3 separate regions of the Sus scrofa genome follow, and regions 2 and 3 are each linked to region 1. Evidence: chromatin contacts called from public Hi-C data. All regions are on one chromosome and are shown on one strand. Each heading gives the region's core, a stretch centred on a gene start, on an enhancer-like site or on the middle of the called end of the contact. The rest is flanking DNA. Distances are from core to core; before and after follow the strand shown. Region 1 holds the start of RAD51B (DNA repair protein RAD51 homolog 2). Region 2 holds the start of ARG2 (arginase-2, mitochondrial). Region 3 holds the start of VTI1B (vesicle transport through interaction with t-SNAREs 1B).

Region 1 (4,012 bases), core at 969-3,468:
GAGCTCAAATACTGAAGCTTGTGTCTCCTACCCTGTGACTGGCAGGAAGAGAGGTCCCTTACCTCACTGATTTGGACATACGACCAGCGCCCGAAGTATATCTTCCACCTTCTTTGGGATATCCCCTTGTGCCTCGTGCAGCTGAGGTACACACGCCTGTGCCAGCTCCCATTCTCCTCTCCGAAGGCACTCACAAAAAAATCCAAAAAGCTGCTTCTGAGAAGCAGTTTCCTCTTTTCCAAATGGATGATGCATTTTCCCAGCACAGAGTGCAGGGAGACAGAAAGAGATGAATTACGCAAAACACATCGTCAATTTTCTCATTCGTGGGGTACCGCCTAGAAACAATAGACAGGAACGAGTGACTACTAGCTGCACTGAGAAAGGCGGGGCTTATGTTTCTAATTATCTTTGTAAATATGATTTGACATATTATTATCTCCTTTTGAAAAGTTCCACCTTTTCCCTAGGGGTGGATCCCATCTCTCTACGCGCATCCAATACTGAATTCACATTAATCGTCACATTAGCCCGCGGCGCAGACCCCAAACTCGATTTCCGTCTTTCCTCCAGAACTTTATGCCCAATCCGGCTCCAAATCCCCAGGTGATCTTCTCTTTAAGGATGAGAAATTCGGCAGGAAGCTTCCTAGTTTGAGCCCTCTTTAAAGGCAGAGGATTGAAAATCAGGAAAGGAACGTGTCAGAACTGGAGGGCGGAAGGGATTGGGGCGCAGGGACGCTCTCTCTAGGGGTCGTGGAGAGGGCCCCGCCTTCTCTGGGGCGCTTTACACTCACCTGCTCCCAGCGCCCAAAGCAGTAGAGTTTCCAGCGCAGCCATGTTTGAGCCGAGTCAGGTGACAAATCCAGTTCGGGAGGTTAAGGGAGGGGCGGGAATGACGAGGACAACGCCTACTGCCTACTCGTATTGGTCAATGGAGGGAAAAGATGCAAATAAAGCGCCATATTTGTTTTGGTCACGTGACACCACCTCTAGCGACTAGCGAAAGCTAGGTAGCTAGGAAAGAGGTTATCACCTGGCTCAGGACCATCCCTCACAGTTTTGACAGCTATTCCGCTTGACAGGTTCCATTCTGCATTCGGTGGAGCAAGTGTTAGGAATAGCTGTATGCCTTGATTTTTTTTCCTTCTCTTTTCTTTCTAGTTTGAACTCAGCGTTTACTGAGCGCCAACCTGTGATAGTGCTTTGCCACGCCCTGGGGATACTCAGAGCAGGGAAACCAGTCCTTCTCCATTATTGCAACAAACACTTGGGCCCTCTTATAATCCCAGAACCCTACGTTTTGAATTCCCATTTTCTTCTGCCTAACTTCATTCATTTGCTCATTTACCCGACAACTGTTAATTGATATGTGTGCCTGGCCCTACTTTAGAAGCTGAATAAGATGCGGTCCCTGTCCTCAAGGCGCTCACAAGTTTAGTGAGGGGTGCAGGTCAATAATTAGGATGCAGTGGGCTAAATTATAAGATAGAGGTATGCACAAAGGAGATGAGAGCAAAGAGTGAGCAAAAGCCTCTCTCAAATACAATAATCTGAAACTGACTCTTAAAAAGTAACGATTTCCTAATTACAGTTGCTTTTACATTGAACCTTTGATTTGGTTTCCTTCACGTTTTTCTTCAACTATAGACTCTTACATTTCCCCATTACGTGCTTTTGGTTTGAGCATTTTCATTCAGCATTTTCCAAACTATTTCACCACCAAAGAGTGGTGGAAAAGTAAACCGAAACAAATCAAAGGCTCTTTTGCAAAATCTCTTCTATGATTGGAGGATTCTCATCTACGCCCAGAAAAATAACGTCTCTTTGATCCATTATGCAAATTTTTATATGTAGTGACAAAAGAAATAAAAGAAAAATTCCAGTCTTCATACTCTTCTTACTGATCTGATGTTCCCTCTACTGGATTCCGCGCACCCCCCCCGCCCCCCAACGGTGGAAGTTCCTGGGCCAGGGATGGAATCCTCGCCACAGTAACCACTAGAGCCGCTGCAGTGACAATGCTGGATCCTTAATCCCTCTGCATCACAAGGGAACTCTCTCTCCACCGGATTTTGATAACCACTGTATTGGGAAATTGGGATTCGTAGATTTATTTCATAGAACTACAATTCCCAGCAAGCAGCGGAGTCGACCTGGGCCTGTGCCTACCTTTGATTGGATGCTTGGCAGGCGGATGGCCCAACCAGCATTTCGGTTGTTGCTTCGCGTCACTTTCCACCGGGAACTGTGTGAGGGGTAGGGGAAACTTTGAAAGTTGGATGCTGCAGACCCGGTACTGGAAAGTTTCATGTGGCGGGCGGTTCGGGGAAGTGGGGTGCGGTCATTATTTTCTGCTCGCTTTCTGTACCCCTGGTGTTCCTATTAGGGGAGCAGAGAGTCACTCTTGGCTACAGGGCACGCCCCCTTAGGTCCTTAGGGATCTTAACTTGAGACCCGCCGCGTATGTGAAGGCGTCCGGCCTTCTTTTGTGAGCGATGCTGGGAAGCTGCACCTTGTTGGGAGCAGCTCTTTTAGGGGGTTCTGGGATGATGATTTCGCTTCTTGATGTCCATCCATCTTCGCAATTGCAGGTAGTTTGAGGTCTAGGTAGGGGAGCTCGTCATTAAAGGACGTTTAGTGTTCTGCCTATCTTCAGGTGACGTTGAAGAAGAGGTATTTAATAGCATGGGATCTGCAGTCAGATTCCTGGTTTCGAATGCGCGGACTCCACCGTGTGCTAGTTGTTAGAATTTGCTCAAGTGATTCAATTAAGTGCCTCATTATTCTTAATCTGTAAACTGGGTTTACAATGGCGCCTAATAAGGGCTCAAGAAATATATCTTATTGTTAATTCACAGTTTCCATTGACCGTCTAACGTGAGGTTTTTTTTTTTAAATGAGAGGATTCAGTTTCCAGGATTGAATGTCTTCCTTCACCCCCTCATTTACATGCGCGTGCACGCACAAGCAGAGCAGGAATTCAGTTTCTGGTTGAAGAAATAAGCATGCAAGCCATAACAATACGTTAATAAGATTATTGGACAAATGTGCTCACAGTAGAATGAGAACATTGGAGGGGAAGAGACTAAGTTGTGGCAAGTCTTTGTGGAAGAAAGTCAGGAAGGCAGAATGGTGCTTGTGTAACCTATCAATGTTATGGCTGGAAGGCAGGTCAGGTGAGACAGCAATTGCTGTTTTGCTTAAGGAATTGATAATGACTCAGCCTTGGTCTCCACATGCCATGCACCATCCACATCCTTTAACCTTCATTGCATTCCTGTGGAGCAGATATTTGAATTGTGCTTGTTTTTCAGATGAGGAAACTAAGATGTTGGGAAGCAAGTGACTTTGCAAGAAATGCCAGGGTTTGGGCCTTGCACTCTGAAATAGGAATGAGAGGGAAGTGAGGGACCAGTTTATGAAGACTCTTTAGGCCATCATTAAGAAGTGTGGAATTTATCTTGTGGTCTCAGGGAACCATGGGCAGTTTTAAAGGATGAGAGTAACAGGATTGGAGCAAATTTCTAGCAGGCTACCTCTGACAGGATTGTGACTTTTAGGTCAGAGGAAGAAGGAACTGCTTCTTCCTCTCTGGTTCCAAAGCACATTTAAATTCCAGTGACAATACTTACTGAATGACTGTGATTATTTGTGTATACTTCTCTTTCATTGTTTACTGCGAGTTCCCAAAGAGGAGGAAAAACGCTTAAATGATTCTTGTGCCTCAGAGCTCAGCAGTGTGTATTTATTTATTTATTTATTTTGCTTTTTAGGGCCACACCCACAGCATATGCAGGTTCTCAGGCTAGGGGCTGCATCGGAGCTATAGCTGTTGGCCTACACCACAGTCACAGCAATGCTAGATCTGAGCCGTGTTTGCGAACTACACCACAGCTCAAGGCAACGCCGGATCCTTAACCCACTGAGCGAGGCCAGGGATTGAACCCGCATCCTCATGGATACTAGTCAGATTCATTTCTGATGAGCCACGATGGGAGTGCCCAGAGTGT
Region 2 (4,012 bases), core at 782-3,281, 250 kb before region 1:
CGGCGTTGCCGTGAGCTGTGGTGTAGGTTGCAGACGCGGCTCGGATCCTGCGTTGCTGTGGCTCTGGCGTAGGCTGGCGGCTACAGCTCTGATTAGACCCCTAGCCTGGGAACCTCCATATGCCATGGGAGCGGCCCAAGAAATGGCAAAAAAAAAAAAAAAAAAGAAAGAATTTATTTTTGGTAGGTATGCAGGTCCTCCTGCAAGACGCTAATCATGGTTAAGATCTTGGAATCTGAAGTCACATAGCTCTACCACTTACAAGCTACAGTGACTTTGGGCAGGTAAATTATCTTCTCCAATGCTGTTTCTGTCTACTTATTTATTTACTTATTTGCCATACAGAGCACATGGAAGTTCCCAGGGCAGAGATGGAACCCCTGCTGCAGTTGCAGCCTGCACTACAGCTGTGGCAAGGTTGGATCCTTAACCTTCTGCGCTGGAAGGGAACTTCCCGGCCACTTATTTTTTGCTTTTTAGGGCCGCACTTGTTGCATCTGGAAATTCCCAGGCTACAGGTCCAATTGGAGCTGCAGCTGCTGGCCTATGCCCCAGCCACAGCAATGCAAGATCCTTAGTCCACTGAGCGAGGCCTGGGATTGAACCCTCATCCTCAGGGATGCTAGTCCGGTTGGTAACCTGCTGAGCCACAACGGGAAACTCCCCTGCCACTTAAAAATAGTCCATACTTGGAGTTCCCATTGTAGCTCAGCCAGGGTTAAAAACCCTACATAGGGAGTTCCCATCGTGGCCCAGTGGTTAAGAGTCCAACTGGGACCATGAGGTTGTGGGTTCTGTCCCTGGCCTTGTTCAGTGGGTTAAGGATCCGACGTTGCCGTGAGCTGTGGTGTAGGTTGCAGACGTGGTTCGGATCTGGCGTTGCTGTGGCTCTGGTGTGGGCCGGCGGCTGCGGCTCCGGTTCGACCCCTGGCCTGGGAACCTCCATATGCCGCAGGAAGCGGCCCTAGAAAAGGCAAAAAAATGGAAAAAACAAAAAACAAAAAAACCCTACATAGTGTCCTTGAGGATGCAGGTTTGATCCCTGGCCTCGCTCAGTGGGTTAAGGATCTGTCATTGCCACAAGCTGTGATGTGGGTCACAGATGTGGCTGGGATCGTTGTTGGCCAGGCCTGTAGCTGCAGCTCCAACTGAATCCTAATCCAAGAACTTCCATATGCTGCAGGTGCAGCCATAAAAAGAAAAAAAAAATAGTCCATACTTTGTGGAATTGTTAAGAGGGCTAAAAGTTCTTTGAAATTTCGTTGGTTATTATTATTAAAATATCATTATTATTATTATTAAAACTTTAGTCACTTTTAGCTCTTTAGCCTCCCCCAATTTAGAAGTCGTCCAGATATGTTGCCGTGTTCGGTTTTTAATAACCAGTGTTCCCAGTATTCAGGTAAAGAATTGAAAATGTCTAGAAGGTAATTTGTACATCCTAAACTTCCCACCCAAAATACCTAAAATAGGTTATTATTAACATGCCTGACCCAGAGATGTCTAATTTACACTGGACCTCCTAGCTTTCGACGCCCAAAGAGGGGATAAGCACGTTTCCTGGACTCTGAGCTCCGAGATGAAACCGAGTCTACGGACGCGAGCTTGGTCTCGGCAGGGCACTCACGCCAGTTCGGGCAAGGTCAAGCTCAGCCCAGCCAGCCCTGCGTTAGAATCGGCATCTGCCAAGCGTGCATTTGTGTGGAGCCCGTGCGAGAGTCGTGAAGCCCGAGCCTGCGTGTCGGTTCACTTGTTCCTCAGAGCTCGAGAATTTGCGGGGGACAGCCGCTTGCCGCCAAGGGACACACCTCTCCGTGACTGCACTCTTATTGGCCAGGCCCTGATCTTGGCCCTGTTGCGTCAGCGGCAGGGGCTTTTCCCTATCTGGAGAGCCGGGGCCAGAGTCCAGCGACCAGCGAGGGCGTGCAGGGCCGGGAGGAGCAGTGGGCGGGGCCTGCGGGAAGGTGTGCTGGGGGCTGGTTGGGGGCGAGGCGGCGGGGCCTGGGCGGGATCAGGCGGCGGTGACGTCACGGGGCGGGGCGGCGAGCGAGCGAGCCTCTAGGTAACCGCGGCGGGCTGCGGCTCTCACTTAATGCGCGGAGCCGCACGCCGCTCGTCATCCTTCTTTACGTCCTGCCCTTCGTATCATGTCCCTGAGGAGCAGCCTCTCGCGTCTCCTCCGGACGCAAGTGCATTCCGCCCCGAAGAAGTCCGTCCACTCCGTGGCTGTCATTGGAGCCCCATTCTCACGGGGGCAGGTGAGAACTGAGAACCGGGACCCAGTACCTTGGGGCGAGATCTCTTTCCCCTCCCCCAGTCTGGAGAAATCGAGCTGGTGGGAAGGATGGGGAGGCGAGGCGAGGATGGAGGGAGGACGAGGGGTGGAGTCCCGCGATTAGGCACCAGAAGAGCACGTGGAATTTCCCTTTGTACAAGATGGAGAAGGAGGGAGGGGATGGAGGGCTCTCTGCGATGCGGGCAGGGGGCAGCAGGCTGGTGTATTTCTTTGGCCTCCCCCCGAGGAGCGTGAGGTGGTGGGTTCCGCTTGGGGTGATGGACGAGAAGAAAGGTGGGAGAGGATTTTATTGAGGGTCTGGAGGAGGAGAAACCGACCAGATTCCCCTGTAGAAAATCTAGGGAGAAGAAGTTAAATAGAACGGCCGAGGATTTAAGGCTTCACGGTCCATTCTCAGAAAGAGCATTAATTGGAAAGGAAATTGGCGCTTGCCTCTCTAGCGGCGGGAAGACGGAAGGGGCTGTTTTGTTCTCCTTTCAGTGAAAGAAACCTACAGTCGTGGAGGGCTCACTGGTACAGGAGCCTGGCCTCTGGCCAGGACACACATACCCCCACCCCCAACAATCAGCTCTGGCTTGGTTTAGCCCATTCCTTTGACTGGATTCAGCTTGCCGGCACTTCCTACAAGGAAGAGCATGAAAGGTTGATTTGATTTTAGTGATTGTTGTTTCTCCTGCTTCCCTGCAAATGTTTGAAATGGCCAAACCTTAGGAAGGGTTGATGCTATCACAAGTTCTCAGAGAGATCTGCTGGGAACTAGGTATAACATTGCAGAGTTCTGTATTGTGAACTAAAGTGGTCTTATTTTCAGTCATCTTTCCTTATATCTAACCGTGTAGTTTATCTTACAGAAAAGAAAAGGAGTGGAATATGGTCCAGCTGCTGTAAGGGAAGCTGGCTTGATGAAAAGGCTCTCTGATTTGGGTAAGTGGCTGCGTTTTAGATGTCTGAGGGCTGGTAACAGAACAGTGAGTTGAAAGTTCTATTCTCTTATATCCAGGGACTGCACAGTGTCAGCTGTGTCCTTGGAAAGCATCTCCCATCCTCCCTTGGATTCCACATGCAACTTAAGATCTATGGAGGAGTCTTCAGGCAAAGTCTTGGTGCAATATTGTGTGGAAGGCAAGGAGGTGGAGTGAGGCAGGGCCAGGAACAAGCTGCTAGTGACTGCAAAGTGGTGGTGAGAATGCTGGCTCTCCCGCTCTACACACCCAACCTTTCCCCAAAATTCTAGCTTTCTTAACTCAGTCATGAGGTGCTTTATGATTCATCTGTCTAACCAGTTTCCTGTCTTGAAATCATTCGTTTCCTCGCTAGGTTTATGAACTCTCTGTATGTAAACAGAGCCTTAGATTGGTGTTTTTCAAACTTCCCTGATTGTGAAAATCACTTGGGTATCTTATGAAAAAGAGATTCCTGGGGTTCCCATTGTGACTCAGTGGAAATGAACCTGACTAGTGCACAAGAGGTTGAGGGTTTGATCCCTGGCCCCGCTGCTCAGTGGGTTAAAAGGATCCAGCATTGCCATGAGCTGCGGTGTAGGTCATAGATGAGGTTTGGATCCCACATGGCTGTGGTTGTGGTGTAAGCTGGCAGCTGCAGCTCAGATTCAACACCTGGCCTGAGAACTTCATAGCTGCAGGTGTGGCCCTTAAAAAAAAAAAGAAAGAAAGAAAAAGAGATTGCTAGGCTTCTCCATGGAAGAATCTGGTTCAT
Region 3 (4,012 bases), core at 551-3,050, 180 kb before region 1:
CCTCGGCTCAGTGGGTTAAGGATCCGGTGTTGCTGTGAACTGTGATGTAGGTCGCAGATGTGGTTAGGATCTGGCATTGGTGTGGCTGTGGCGTAGGCTGGCAGCTGCAGCTCCAATTCAACCCCTAGCCTGGGAAGTTTCATATGCCACGAATGCAGCCCTCAAAAGACAGGAGGAAAATCAAACAAACAAAAAAAAACAAACTTTCAATTGCCAGCCACTGCATTTAGAAAAAGATGGGAATCTTTTCCACAAGGCCCCAGGTGATCTGGCCCTGCCTACCTCTTTAAAGCTTCATCTATTATCACAATCTCCTCCTTCCACCCCAAACACTGACCTTCTTGTTCTTCCTAGAATATACCAAGCTCATTTCTGCTCAAGGATCTCTGCAGTACCGTTCTGTCTTCCTGACTCTCACTTTCCCCAGATTTGAATGGTTCACCCCCTTACTTCAAATCTCTGCTCAACTTAACTTCAAATCACCTCCTCAAAGAGGCCTTTCACAGCTACTCAAGTTAAAGCTAGAGCCCCCTCCCTATTTCTTTGCCCTGTTTTATTTTCTCACATTGCTTTAACACCACCTCTTTTTTTTGTCTTTTTGCCATTTCTTGGGCTGCTCGCACAGCATATGGAGGTTCCCAGGCTAGGGGTTGAATCGGAGCTGTAGCCACTCACCTACGCCAGAGCCACAGCAATGCGGGATCCCAGCCGAGTCTGCGACCTACACCACACCTTACAGCAACGCCAGATCAACCCACTGAGCAAGGTCAAGGATCGAACCCGCAACCCCATGGTTCCTAGTTGGATTCGTTAACCACTGAGCCATGACGGGAACTCCGCACCACCTCTTGATATTTATATTATCATCAACCTATAGAAGAGACTTTAAGCGTTTTCACTGTAGTTTGTAATATTACCAGCATCTAGGACAGTGCCTAGCACACAGCAGACTCCTCCAATAAATATGTTAAACAAAGATATAATTCTCACCAGTGTGTCAATTCATATGACCTTGAGGAACTCACAGAGCAAACACTCAAGCTTTGACACTTAAGTAAAAACAACAAAAATCTTACCTGCTTTGCCATGGAGAGCTATTTGTCTTAGGACAAAAAACTATGGCAAACTTCCCTATGTGAATTCGAACTCTTTATTTCCTCCAAGCAAAACCTGCAGCAATCCGAACTTTAAAATCAAGGAGCAAGAAACAGTCTAGGCGGAGTTCAGAGGACGACCATACCTAATGATCACAATCCTGATTTTAAAGAACCCCCCCTCCAAGACTGGTTACTTACCAACCCCCAGAGTTATGACTCCTTTGGGTTCTGAACTTTTTTTGTGCTACGGCTCTTCTGCCAGTCTGGGTCTCTTTTGAAAATAGTTTTGGATATATAAAACAAAAATACAGAAAGCTACAAAAGAAACCCATTCTACTGAAACACAGCATCTCAGATTTAAGGTCTGTACTCTTCTTGCCACGCTGAAGACGAAACGAGAAAAATCTGAACGCTATAGGATCAAAAGGGAACACCTGGCAGTAGGGAGCTCCCGGGTGCCTGGACCCAGCCAACCTTAGGGGGCGTGTCTGAGAATGAGAAGCGAGAGAAGAGGGTGGGGGCCCTTCCTCGCAGAGCTGGCGGAGCCGGGTTCCCCTAGGCTCAGCCCGCCCCCGCCTTACCTGTCCCTGCTATCCCCAGGAGCCGCTCCGGCACCCCTCGTAGGTCTTCATGGAGGCCGCGGAAGATCTCGTGCAGTTTCTCGAAATGCTCCGAGGAGGCGGCGGAGGTGGCCATGGCGGAGGCCGCTCTACAACAGCGGCCGCCGAGACTCAGGGCTCGGGGCCCACTTCTACGCCACCGTCAGCCGCCCAGCCCCGCAGGCATCACGGCGACCGCCGCCACCACCTCCCAGGACGAGGCGCTTCCGGCGCCGCGGCGGGGTCCTGCCGAACCGGAACGCCCACCCCCTGCATGGCGTCACTGACGGCGCGCCAGGCGCCAAAGCCTGACGGAAAGTTTGGCAGCGTGCGCTGCCCGGGCGACTCCTGCGGGGGTGGCAGCGATCTGACGCTAGCCGGCAGTCTCGGAACCCGGGAAATACCCAGCTCGGCGTCGGGGAGAGCGCCACAGCGGAAGGGACTTTGGGGACCCGCAGGCCGGGCGGCACGGCCCCCTCCCTCTCGGGATCCGCCTTCCGTCGAGGGGCTGTAGTGCATGCTGGGGGCTGTAGTTCGGCGCGGAAAACGCCCCTACTCGGAAGTCACGCATCGTTGGGGGCGGTGGCCCTGTGGTCGCCGCGGCCGCGGACGTGACGCTAACATATCGGTAGCGCGTGGTCGTCGTCTTCACTCTGGTGGTAATGTTTGGCCACTCTGATTCAGTCCACATTATGACTGTTAGCTTTCAGTTTTCGGAAAATAGCTGGGTCAGGTTCCTGCCTGCTCTCAAGCAGTAAAGCACTTTGACTGGGAGTCAAGTGATCAGTCATATGCTTTCAGGAGTGGCCCTCGGGCAGGGTGGCCCCTAAAATACTCACCCTCTAGCCGCCGCAGCTGCGGTGCACTCGTTCACTTAGCCGGTGTTTGTCAATTTAAGGGTAGTCACTGTGGTGGGATCTGGGAAAGTGTTGGTGAATAAGTTTCTCTCTGCGCTTGGGTAATTTATAATGAAGGCAGACCTGGCTTTTATCAGCTCTCTCTCAAGTGTAATGTGTTAACAATTACAAGATCTTTTTCTGCACTTCGTGGGTTTTCGTGATTTAATGGAGGAAAATTCCTATTTTCACTGATGAGTTTGCCTATGGAGCCCATTCTGGAATACTTAAAACTGCCCGCACATGTTAAAAATATATGACTGACCAGGGGTAAATGATTTGGTAATTTTTATCTCCTGGACCCTAGTTTTTTATTAGACCGAATTCATTGATCATTGATTCAACAAATTTTTGTTGAGCTCCTAATATTGAACATAGAGATAGATAGCAAAGTCTGAGGTCATCAGTGGCAGTGTACTGTGGTAAGTCCCATAGCATTGTGTTATAAATAAAAGGGACAGGTACAAAAAGAAGTAACAAATAGCCTGGGATGGAAAAAGTGATCTTTTCTTCATGAAAGATTAGTAGAAAATGGGTGAATGACTAATCAAATTATCGCATAACCAGAGTTAATGGCATTTGAATTGAGACTGTACTGTACTAGACTCTGGGACAAATTATTCTCAGAATGAGAAATGACTGCATAACTATAATAATGAAATGTTTTCTTCCTTTGACTCTAATTAAACTTTAATTATTTTCTTCTTTTGGTTCAAATTAAATTTGTTTAATGCTGACAGTTTTCATTCTGGTAAATAAAAACATGATACATAATCAAAAGTTTTTATTTGTGATTGACAGTTCAATATACATTAAATATTAATTCAGTTCCACACTATTATCAAAAGTTTCCCAATTTTTCCGTAAAATAACTATGTCTAGTTTAATGGTCAAAACAAGTTCAACAAAAGATTATTTACAAATATGAGAAGACTGTGGTCCTACACTCTTTTCTCCACCTAAGTGAATATATGTTAGTCCAAGAAAATCACAAACTCTAGTAGAAGTATGTACTCAAAACAGGGGATGAACTATTACCAATTCCTCAGCCTTCCTTCAGCAGCATTCCTTTTGATAAAAGTTCTCCAAATGTAGATTTCTAGCAAGTACAGTAGACATTAATATCAAGATAATGTAAGGAAATGCCCTAAAAGATTTTTTAAATTGACTGTAATTACCAACACCAGTCCTTAAAATATTTTGTTGAAGAAGTTCGTGCTGTGGCGCAGTGGGTTAAGAACCTGACTGCAGTAGTTTAGGTTGCTGTGGAAGCTCAGGTTCTATCCCCAGCCAGGCGCAGTGGGTTAAAGGATCCAGTGTTGCCACAGCTGTAGTTCGGATTCAATCCCTGGCCCGGGACTGAAAAACAAACCCTTAACTAGTCCCTTCATTGCCTTTGCATGCAGTATCTTCTAGGATT

What was found. Hi-C and Micro-C count contacts between places; a contact is called where the count stands out from the background.
Region 2: a contact with region 1 is called in a Hi-C map of skeletal muscle, with 5 times the contacts expected there. The contact joins the promoter of ARG2 here to the promoter of RAD51B in region 1. A contact is called at or near these places in 1 of 47 Hi-C or Micro-C datasets (skeletal muscle) and 1 of 2 datasets of contacts at active chromatin or transcription factors (alveolar macrophages).
Region 3: a contact with region 1 is called in a Hi-C map of skeletal muscle, with 4 times the contacts expected there. The contact joins the promoter of VTI1B here to the promoter of RAD51B in region 1. A contact is called at or near these places in 1 of 47 Hi-C or Micro-C datasets (skeletal muscle) and 1 of 2 datasets of contacts at active chromatin or transcription factors (alveolar macrophages).

What each region holds. Positions count from the first base shown.
Region 1 is chr7:91,590,195-91,594,206 of Sscrofa11.1, forward strand. RAD51B (DNA repair protein RAD51 homolog 2) reads left to right here and starts at 2,219. Exons shown (of 12, transcript XM_021099935.1): 1 at 2,219-2,295. It overlaps ZFYVE26 (zinc finger FYVE domain-containing protein 26), which reads right to left and starts at 286. Exons shown (of 42, transcript XM_021099396.1): 1 at 69-286. The coding sequence starts at 255.
Region 2 is chr7:91,341,956-91,345,967 of Sscrofa11.1, forward strand. It overlaps ARG2 (arginase-2, mitochondrial), which reads left to right and starts at 2,032. Exons shown (of 8, transcript XM_001928679.5): 1 at 2,032-2,258; 2 at 3,148-3,220. The coding sequence starts at 2,148.
Region 3 is chr7:91,411,680-91,415,691 of Sscrofa11.1, forward strand. It overlaps VTI1B (vesicle transport through interaction with t-SNAREs 1B), which reads right to left and starts at 1,801. Exons shown (of 6, transcript NM_214437.1): 1 at 1,679-1,801. The coding sequence starts at 1,793. RDH11 (retinol dehydrogenase 11) reads right to left here. Exons shown (of 8, transcript XM_005656347.1): 8 at 3,362-4,012.